Regions from separate parts of the Mus musculus genome. Here region 1 is linked to region 2. A link is a contact called in public Hi-C data. All regions are on one chromosome and are shown on one strand. Each heading gives the region's core, a stretch centred on a gene start, on an enhancer-like site or on the middle of the called end of the contact. The rest is flanking DNA. Distances are from core to core; before and after follow the strand shown.

Evidence for each region. Hi-C and Micro-C count contacts between places; a contact is called where the count stands out from the background.
Region 1: a contact with region 2 is called in a Hi-C map of cortical neurons, with 2.6 times the contacts expected there. The contact joins two enhancer-like sites. A contact is called at or near these places in 1 of 39 promoter capture datasets (the 3T3-L1 cell line), 1 of 15 datasets of contacts at CTCF or cohesin (the NIH/3T3 cell line) and 17 of 484 Hi-C or Micro-C datasets (3T3-L1-derived adipocytes, the N1E-115 cell line, brown adipocytes and 9 more).

What each region holds. Positions count from the first base shown.
Region 1 is chr15:57,505,920-57,510,819 of GRCm38.p6, forward strand. No RefSeq gene overlaps it. Among named protein-coding and RNA genes, the nearest start is that of Gm35627, 9.9 kb to the right of the region's middle. Within about 2 kb of position 2,767, at least 17 of the 459 cell types and tissues checked have an H3K27ac peak or open chromatin away from gene starts, as enhancers often do.
Region 2 is chr15:57,404,948-57,409,831 of GRCm38.p6, forward strand. It overlaps a transcript of Slc22a22 not described here. Among named protein-coding and RNA genes, the nearest start is that of Gm35627, 110 kb to the right of the region's middle. Within about 2 kb of position 3,419, at least 4 of the 459 cell types and tissues checked have an H3K27ac peak or open chromatin away from gene starts, as enhancers often do.

The sequences.
Region 1 (4,900 bases), core at 1,517-4,016, 100 kb after region 2:
AGCCCCATACTCAGTCCAAATGTTGGCTGCAAGCATCTGCCTCTGTATTTGTCAGGGACTGAAGGAACTGAGGGGGTTTGCAGCACCATGAGGAGCAACAGTGTCAACCAGCCAGACCCAGGGACTGAACCACCAACCAAAGAGTATACATGGAGGGACCCATGGCGCTGGCCACATATGTGACAGAGGATGGCCTTGTTGGACATCAGTAGAAGGAGCAGCCCTTGGGCCTGAGGGCTGATGCCCCAGTGTAGGGGAATGCCAGGGCTGGGGAAGAGGGGAGTAGGTAGGTGGGTGGGGGAGCACCCTCATAGAGGCGGGAGGGCAGGGAGGGATGGGGGTTCCACAGGGGAGACTTGGAAATGGGGAAACATTTTGAAATGTAAATAAAGAAAATATCCAATTAAAAAAGAAAGAGAGAGAAAGAGAAGGAAGGAAGGAAGGGAGGGAGGGAGGGAGGGAGGGAGGGAGGGAGGGAGGGAGGGAGGGAGAGAGAGAGAGAGAGAGAGAGAGAGAGAGAGAGAAAGAAAGAAAGAAAGAAAGAAAGAAAGAAAGAAAGAAAGAAAGAAAGAAAGAAAGAGAGAGAGAGAGGGGGGAGGGAAGGAAGGAAGGAAGGAAGGAAGGAAGGAAGGAAGGAAGGAGGGAGGGAGGAAGAAAGGAGGGAGGGAGGGAGAGAGAGAAAGCGAGAAAGCAAGTGAGAGAGAGAGAGAAAGAAAGAGAGAAAGAAAGAAAGAAGGAAAGAAAGAAAGAAAGAAAGAAAGAAAGAAAGAAAGAAAGAAAGAAAGAAAGAGAGAGAGAGAGAGAGTGTGGGGGGGGAAGGAAGGAAGGAAGGAAGGAAGGAAGGAAGGAAGGAAGGAAGGAAGGAAGGAAGGATTTGCTGTGTCTGGGGAGAGAGGAGATTCTGGTGGAAGGACAGAGACCCAGATCCAGGAGTGGTCACAGCATAGTCAGGGGACTGAGAGTGTACTCATCTGACGAGAGCTGTGATATACATGAGACAGGAACAGAGAGATCTGGTACAGCCATGGTTATCACTAAGTGTTTGTTTATAGGCTTTGAAGGGGTAGGAAATACTGCCAATTTAATCCAATCCATGCCTCTTACATGCTAGACATTTTCTCTGAACTACTGCAAAATTTCTCAACCTGAACACTCTTGGCCTTCAGGGGTAGGACATTCACTAGTTAATGCAGAGTCTTGGGATATATTTGGTAGCCCCCCCCCCCCCCCCCGCCGACATCTACCACAACACGCCAACAGAACTTATTGCCAGTTCTAACAGCCATAAATGCCCTGACGTTGCTAACTGCTCTTTCCAAAGCAAAACTACTGGAGAGCTATATGCTCTAATGCAAGTTTCACATCATGAGATGATTGCTATTGCCAGCTCTAACTTATAGAGGAAGAAACTGAGGCATTGGGGAGGAACACAAGGAGCCCAAGTTCATTGGGTTTGTAAGCAGACCATTAGGAAACTTCCATAGACCTGGGTGTCGTGGCATAAGGCTGTAATCCTGACACTCAGAAAGCTAAGGCAAGAGGATCTCGAGTTCAAAGGTCAAGGTTGGAGAGATGGCTGATGGATAAAGCAATTGCCATGCAAGCTTGAGAATCAGAGTTCTGATTTCTAAAACCCACATAAAATCAGGGCAGACATAACCTGCTGTAAACCAGGGAGTTGGCAAGCAGAAATGGGATCCTAGCGTATGCTGGCTAGTCAGGCCAGTCAGAACCATTAAGTTCTGGTTCGATGGGAGACCCTGCCTCAATAAATAAAATGAATAGCTATGGAGAAAGACAGCTGACATCAACTTCGAGGACCCCATATGCACATAGCTATACATTTGTATACATGTGTAACCTCATACTCCTGTGTACTCACACATATGAAGACATACATTCACATGCAAAAATCAGCTCTAACATCGTCACCTCGCAATTCTTCCTATTTATGAAACAACTCCTTTGAATACATGTGGTGACAACTCCTATTTATCAATTGCGTATGCCCTAAATTGATGATAATCTTTGCCCTTTGTTCTCACTGTTGCCCTTGGTTATATCAGCATCATGGATCACCATGTCTCAGGTCAAGTTAGGGCTACTCTCCCCTCCAGATACCTCACAAATCTCCATGCACTGTGGTACTATGATCATCAGAGAGGTTTAATCACACGGAAGCTTGGGGCATCATCAAGTGCATAAGAAGCCTACCATGAATGATAACCAACATCGTCACTTCCAATTTAGACATCAGGAACAGTTATCCAAATCTCTGCCTTTGCCATTCTCCCTAAAGGCTCAATGATTAACCCTGACTGTCAATCCAGAGGTATGTCTGTAAGCATGCTTCCAGAAAGATTTAACTGAAATCTAAAGACCCATTCTGAGTGTGGGTGGCATCATGGGCTAAGGTCTGAGACCAAATGAAAATGGAAAAGAGAAGTGACCAGCTGAGCCTCATCACCCACCTCTCTATTTCATCACTTCAGATGCAATGTCACTCACTAGTCACCCGGGCTCCTTGTACTATGCCTTCTGCACTGTGACGGACCTTGCCCTAAAACTGTAGGCCAAAATATACTATTCTTTAAGATGGTTTGTAATGTATTTTCTCACAGCAAAGAGAGAAGTGACAAATCCATCAGCTTGAAAATCTGAAGAGGACACAAGTGACTGAAAAACAGAGTTTGGTCAAGCTAACCTGTGAGCCTGTCCAGAGACCATGAACCAAAACAACACTACTAGAGCTTGTATTGCTGCCTCTCCGTTGTGCTTTGGTGCCCTCTGCTGGCCTTGAAATTCACTGCTAGAAAGTAGTGTATATAAGCAGGCAGTAAAATTGCCCTACAATTACATCCATCCAGACCCAGGTGTGTGTGTGTGTGTGTGTGTGTGTGTGTGTGTGTGTGTGTGTGTGTGTGTGTGTGTGTACGCTGAAAGAAAAATCTTTCAGAAAGAATGCTTAAAATTAAGAATTTATTACTGAGACGCCCCGATGAGCTAGACTTTGTCTATGTGTTTCCTTGCTTAATACATTTATACTGGCAGGAAGCGTGTGGCTAAAAAGCAGTGGGGCTGCCAGACAGTGGAGGACCTGGAGGCCAGCAGAGGACAAGGACAGATCGCTGCACACATGTACACCGTTATGCACACTTATTCTGGTGTACTAAGAGATAGATAGATGGATTACTTCCGTTTTAGGCATATCCACATTCGGCATCTTTTAGGTTTTGCATTTCACATCTGAAAAGTGTTGGAGGATCTCCTGAGAGCAAAGGCACAGAGTCATGGCAGAAGATATCCATTAAGCTTCTCCTTCCCATAATTCATTTCGTCTGACAAGGTCTGTTTGCACCCTGTTTCATTAAGCCTGAGAAGCTGGGCGGCTGGTCCGGCAGCAACACGACCAGACCACTCGTTCTCCACCTCTGGCTCCACAGCAGGGCTTCGCCTCAGTGAGATGCAGGCACCAGGGCTAGCGTTCTGAATTCCCTGGCCGTGCCACGGACACCGTGGACACTGCTTCACACTGTCATCATCTGAGTGACCTTGCTGCTGCCTGAGAAGAGACCTCTGTCTTGGACGAGGAAGATGGTTGGGTGCTGAAGACAAAAACCACACTGGCTTTCCCGGGGCCATTCAGTTGCTCTGAATCCAGTGAAAACAAGCAGTTTGCCATCTGGTCATCGCCCTGGGGCTGAGGTGTCAATCCCCTGTCCTTCATCCTGCCCTTCTTAGAAAAACACAGGCCCTGGGTGGTCCAGATGGCTGCAGGCCTTTGCACAATGAACAGAGACCGGCTGATACACATGACTCCCTCTGCCCCAGGAAGTCCTCCCATACAAAAATACATTAGAGAGACGTTCCTCCTGAACGATTTGTTAGAGTCAACCACTTCTGGGAAGGGAAACTTGAAAGACCCTAGAAACTATACAAACCCCGCCCCCAGCTCCTGCAGATGAATGAGGTTGGCATGCCGACAACCTGTGGTACTTGTACGGCCCATTCATCCCATGGAGATCCTCAAAGTGTTTTCCCACCAGAAGAAAAGGAGAGCATTTCAATAATGAACTTTAATGAATCTCAAGCTGTTTCCTCCTTTCCCTTGTCACTTCTTACCCTCGACACAGTTGTCTGTAGAAACTCTCTTCTTGGGCTCAGTACAGTAACCAAGCTATCACCAGCTCACACCCAATGCACAGTGTCCAGCAGCCCGGGAGAAGGAAAATCCCATGGAAGAGTACAGAAGTCACGTCTGAGTAGGAGGGATGGTTACTGCAGGCCTCCAAAGCCCACAGCAGCAAGGACACTAACAGGAACCTCAGAAATCTTCAAGGTCACCAGGTCATTACTGGCTTAGTCCAAACTCTCTTCAGTGTACACGGAGAAATGGAAAAACATTAAACACGATGAAAAGTGGCCAAAAAAGTAATATTTAAAGACATCATTTAAAATGTAAACTGTGGTACGAATTCTAATATATGTGACTGGGGAGAGTCACCCAACTCCTCTAAGCCTTATTTTCATTGCATATAAAATAACTTAGAAAAAAAAAACGATTAAAGGGATAGTTCTCAGAGCTTGGTGGCCTGAGAGTGTGATCTCGGGCACTCAGGAGTCTGAGAGATCAGGACCACACGCTTGTCCAGAAAAGCTTCAGAGTGAATTCAACACCAGCCTAGGAGGATAGTATGGAGCACTTATCTAGCATGCACAAAACCCTGGGTTCAATTCCAGTATGGCAAAATAAATAAAAGGGTTAGCATGGTAATATGCAATTCATGAATATATTTACTGAGGGTTTGTTGTTATTATTGTTGGAGGGACTTTTTGGTTTTTAGTTGGAGGGGTTGTTGTTTACCTGAGATGGAGTCTCATGTGCCCACAAGCCAGTCTG
Region 2 (4,884 bases), core at 2,169-4,668:
ACCAGCCATATATCAGAATCTTCACGGTACCCTTGTGAAAGAGCAAAATGAAATAGGCAAATAATTTCTTAGTGTTACTTTAAAATGAGTTTGGATCTCAGAGATCCCTAAATAAAACTTTAAGATCCTCCCTGAGGTTCCCAGAAGTCAATATGAGAACACACTATGAAGCTGTGCTACTTGAAGGGTAAATAAACTACAGAGTTTGTGGCTCAAAATCTCATTCGTTATTAATTGAGAATGCACATGTTTTCCAAAACGCTCATCCTGCTCTGTGTGTTGATCACGTATTGTCTCAGATACTATTCTCTTGCTGTGAAAGAGCACTATGACCAAGGCGATTTATAAAAGAAAGCATTTAATTGGGGCTTGCTTATGTTTCAGAGGGTGAGTTCACAGTGCAGAGCATGGCAGCAAGGATGCAGGCATAACACTAGAGACATAGCTGAGCACTTGCTTTCCACCACAAACTTCCACAAACTTCCACAAACTGGAGGTGGAAAGAGGGTGCCGAGAGACTGATCAATAGCATGGGCCTTTGAAAACCCAAAGCCCACTTCAAGTGACATACCTCCTCCAATTCGACAACACCTCCTAATCCTTCCCAAAATAATTCTACCAATCAGGGACCAAGCATTCAAATATATGAGCCTAGGAGGCCAGTTCTCATTCAAACCACCATAGGTATGGTCATTCATATCATAGAATTGACATAGAAGAAGAAAAAGTTCCCAGGATATACTTGTAATACAGTGACAACAGCTGGCACTATAGAAAACAGATAGAGATAGAGATAGAGATAGAGATAGAGATAGAGATAGAGATAGAGATAGAGATAGAGATAGAGATAGAGATAGAGATAGAGATAGAGATAGAGATAGATAGATATTCCTCTATGCAAGGTGAGTTTGTCCCTAGGAAGCCTGAGATATCAGTTTCTTCAATCTGGAGTTACAGGCAGTTGTAAGACTTCTGATGTGGTTCTGGGAACTAAATTTATGTCCTCTACAAAGACATTATACACTCTTAACTGCTGAGTCATCTCTCTAACCCTCTAGCCTATTTCTTAGACAAACCTTTCTAGTGTTTGAATTATTCACACTAAAACTAAATCACTATTACTTTCAGTTCCATACAACCAGTGCTCCTTTTGGGTTTTGTCTTCCTGTTCTACAGAATGTTCTATTTTTTTTAATAGTGTTCATCATTACTTTCAGAAAACTATTATTCTTTCAGCCTATAGTGGAAAGAAGCTCAAATTTCATTTAATAGAGGAGGGTTTTCAACTGTATCTCTTACAAAAGTTCAGTTTCCACTAAACCACTTATACTGGTGCCTTATTAATTTGATCAAATACTCAACTACCATTTTTTTCTCATTTCAATATCCTCTAGCTATATCTCTACAGTTCTGATACAAGTAATATGTTCTGGATTAGTTCAAGAAGTTAAGGGAGATGACTTTAGCTGAAATATGCAACAAAGGGGAGATAGACACTGTAGAGATCGCCTCCAGTAGATAGACATGGCTCCCAGTTGAGGGATAGTGCCACCCACCCATCTCAAAATTGTTAACCCAGAAATGTTCCTGTCCAAAGGAAAGACAGGGACAAAAACTAGAACAAAGACTTAAAGAAAGGCCATTCAGAGACTGCCCCACCTAGATAGAGATCCATTCCATCTGTAGACATCAAACCCTGACACTTTTACTGATTCCAAGAAGCTCTTGCTGACAGGAACCTGGTAAAGCTGTCCCCTGAGGGGTTCTATCAGCACCTGACCAATAGAGATGCAGATATTCACATGCAACCATTGGACTGAGCCTGGGGACCCCAATGGAAGAGCTAGGGGAAGAACTGAAGGAGCTGAAGGGGATTGCAACCCCATAGGAAGAATAATATCAACTCAGCAGACCACCCAGAGCTCCTATAGACTAAACCACTAACCAAAGATTATACATAGAGGGATCCATGGCTCCAGATATATGTGTAGCAGAGGATGACATTATCTGACATATCTGGGGGTAGGGAAGGCCCTTGATCCTGTGGAGGTTTGATGCCCCAACATTGGGGGATGCTAGAGCAGTGAGGTGGGAGTGGGTGAGTGAATAGATGAGCACTCTATGGAGGAAAGGGGGAGGGAAGAGAGGGGGAATGGTATGGGGGTTTGTAGAGGGGTAACCAGAAATGGGGATATCATTTGAAATGTAAACAAATAAAATGATTTTAAAAAAATGAAGACAATAAGAGCTCCTAATTATATACATTGCTGACTCTAGCAAAGGTCACACAGAAAGAAAGAGAAAGTTTCGGGGTTCTCCCAACACCATTCACAGAAGTAATAATGAGGCAAAACTCTTTAGAAACTAGAATAGATGTATAGGTTTCTACTGTCTTTGCCAGGGCCTGGCCTAGAGCAACGGAGCAAGGAAACAAATTGGTGGTATGCTGAAGTCTCCTTGCCCCAGCTTCTAAGAGGAGATTGTGTGCATGTATTCCAGTATTCCAGACCTGGATTGGTCCAGCCTCACTGGCACTTTGAAATTACTCATGAGAGAAGTAAAGGAATAGACGCTGTAAAGCTTAGCAAACACTAAACACCAGGCCCTTATGTTTTATTGGAGAACCAGTGGTTGAACATTTACTAGCACACCACACATATGTAGTTCTAACAAAATGAGGTACTCCTGGCCTGAACAGCTGCCTTCTGATTATGTGAGCATCTTCTTTAGGCCTGTAGACCATTTACCCAAACAAATAGCAACTTCAAGAATTCAGGGACTTTAAAATGGTCAAATCCCCAAACCCTTAGCAACAGGACTTCTAGCTCCCTGTTCCTATGCCTTGATCTGTGGTTACATACACAGAGATGCATTAGTATTTTCTTCCTAAATAACATGACTCCTCCTCTCAGGAGCTCATCTCATTAATTTACATCTCATTAATTTACAGAAAACATTAATTAATTACAGAAAACATCATCTTCTATGTTATATTTCATCCTAATGAGAGAACATATGTTATATTTTGTCCTAACGAGTGAACATAGCATTTCCCCCTACCCCTGCCACTCCCCCCCCAAAAAATTTTATCCTATTTATCCCAGGACAGAAAGAGCATCTAGTAAGTTCCCAGTGTCCTAAGGAGAAGTCTCACTACTGTGCTTAAACAGAGCAAAGAACTCAGGGCTAACAACCATAAAGGGTCTCACTTTTCTCTATCAATCAATCTCTAGAACTGTTGTGAAATTTCTAAGTAATTCAGAAGGTTTTACAGTTTCCTTTTGTTCTCCAGGTCTATAGGATACATTAAGTGTTTCGAAGAAAGCATTAGTAGACAAAATCCTGAAATATACAAACAGTCACTGGCCAGGGACAATAGCATTCTTAGAACAGGGTGCAGCAGGACTAAGGCTTAGAAATGAATCACAAGTTTATATTCCATAGGGATTTGCTTTTATGCCAAAGAAACAGTTGGGGACCCAAGAACAGCTCTGAGGCTTGCTTGCTTTCACTTGTGTCTGCATGCAAAAGGAAAGCAAGGGGTTCTAAGACACAGTTTGGCTTCTGTCTTTTATTAGATCATGAATTGTGATGTGCCCGCACAGTGATGTGATCAGAAATGACTAGGCTTATTTGATCAGTTACATAGACCATGAAAAGTGACTATCAAAAAGAAGTAACCCAATTTTGAGAATCTTTCTACTGACCTGAGTCACTTGTGCAGTCTTTGTCTCCCTCTGTAGGCCATATTGTTCATACTCTGGGACTAAAAATCACAGAGCCTGGGCCACCAACAAAACATGCAGGAGTTGTACCTACACCCTCTAGGCATCTGCAGCAAATGTGCAACTTGATCTTCATGTGGGTCCCCTATCAAGTGGCGGGGGGGGGGGGGGGGCTGTCTCTGTTTCTGTTCCCTGCCATTGAATCTCATTCTCCCTACCTGGACTGCCTGGTTGGGCCTCAATGAGAGAGGATATGCCTAGTCATGTTGGAACTAGATGTCCCAGGGTGGGGTAGTATTGAAAGTGAGGGTGCCCTTCTCTGTGGAGAAAGGGAAGGGGGCAATGGGAAGAAGGATTTGCAAGTGTGAGACTGGGAAGAGAGGAGGGAGGGGAGCTGTGTTAGGGATGTAAAGTGAATAAAAAATAAATCATTGGAAAAAAATCACAAGTAATGTTATACAGACTGAGTAGGTTGCTTTATGTATTTAGGAATATGCATAAATGCATAGATAGATAGATAGATAGATAGATAGATAGATAGATAGATAGATAGATAGATAGATAGTTTAATTTTTAGAAAGATGCCATGAATTTCAAGGAGAACATAGAAGTGTATGTGGAGGAGTGGTTGGAGGGAAGCCAAAGGGAATGGAGAAATGATGTGATTATATTATAATCTCAATAATATATTTTTAACTTATATAAAACAAAGGTACACACACAGAATAAGATAAAGCAGTGTCTGCCCCACAGCATCACAATTTCCTATAAAACTAGAACTTGGCCAAGGGACGTCTACAGTCCCTTCCACTGAATGCTGTGGCTCTTTTTAAAAGCTTTTTGATAATTTGTAGAAAAGATTTTCACGATTAAATAGGATAGTTGAGTTTTTATTCAGGAGGAAAGAGGATATTCATAAGAGAAGACCTAGTAGCTATAACTGATGAGAGAGAAAAGGAAGGGGCAATTGGGGTATTGTGCCTCAACAAGATTCCCATCTCCCTAATTCCATTCAAACTGGGTGGTTCTATGAACATAGGAGATGATTTTAGTTTCTCCCCTTCCTAAATTCATAAAATATACTTTCTCTGCCTTACTTATCATAGTAAAAGTTTCTTTTCATTATGGAATCTGACAGCTGTAAACAGAATCCCAGTTA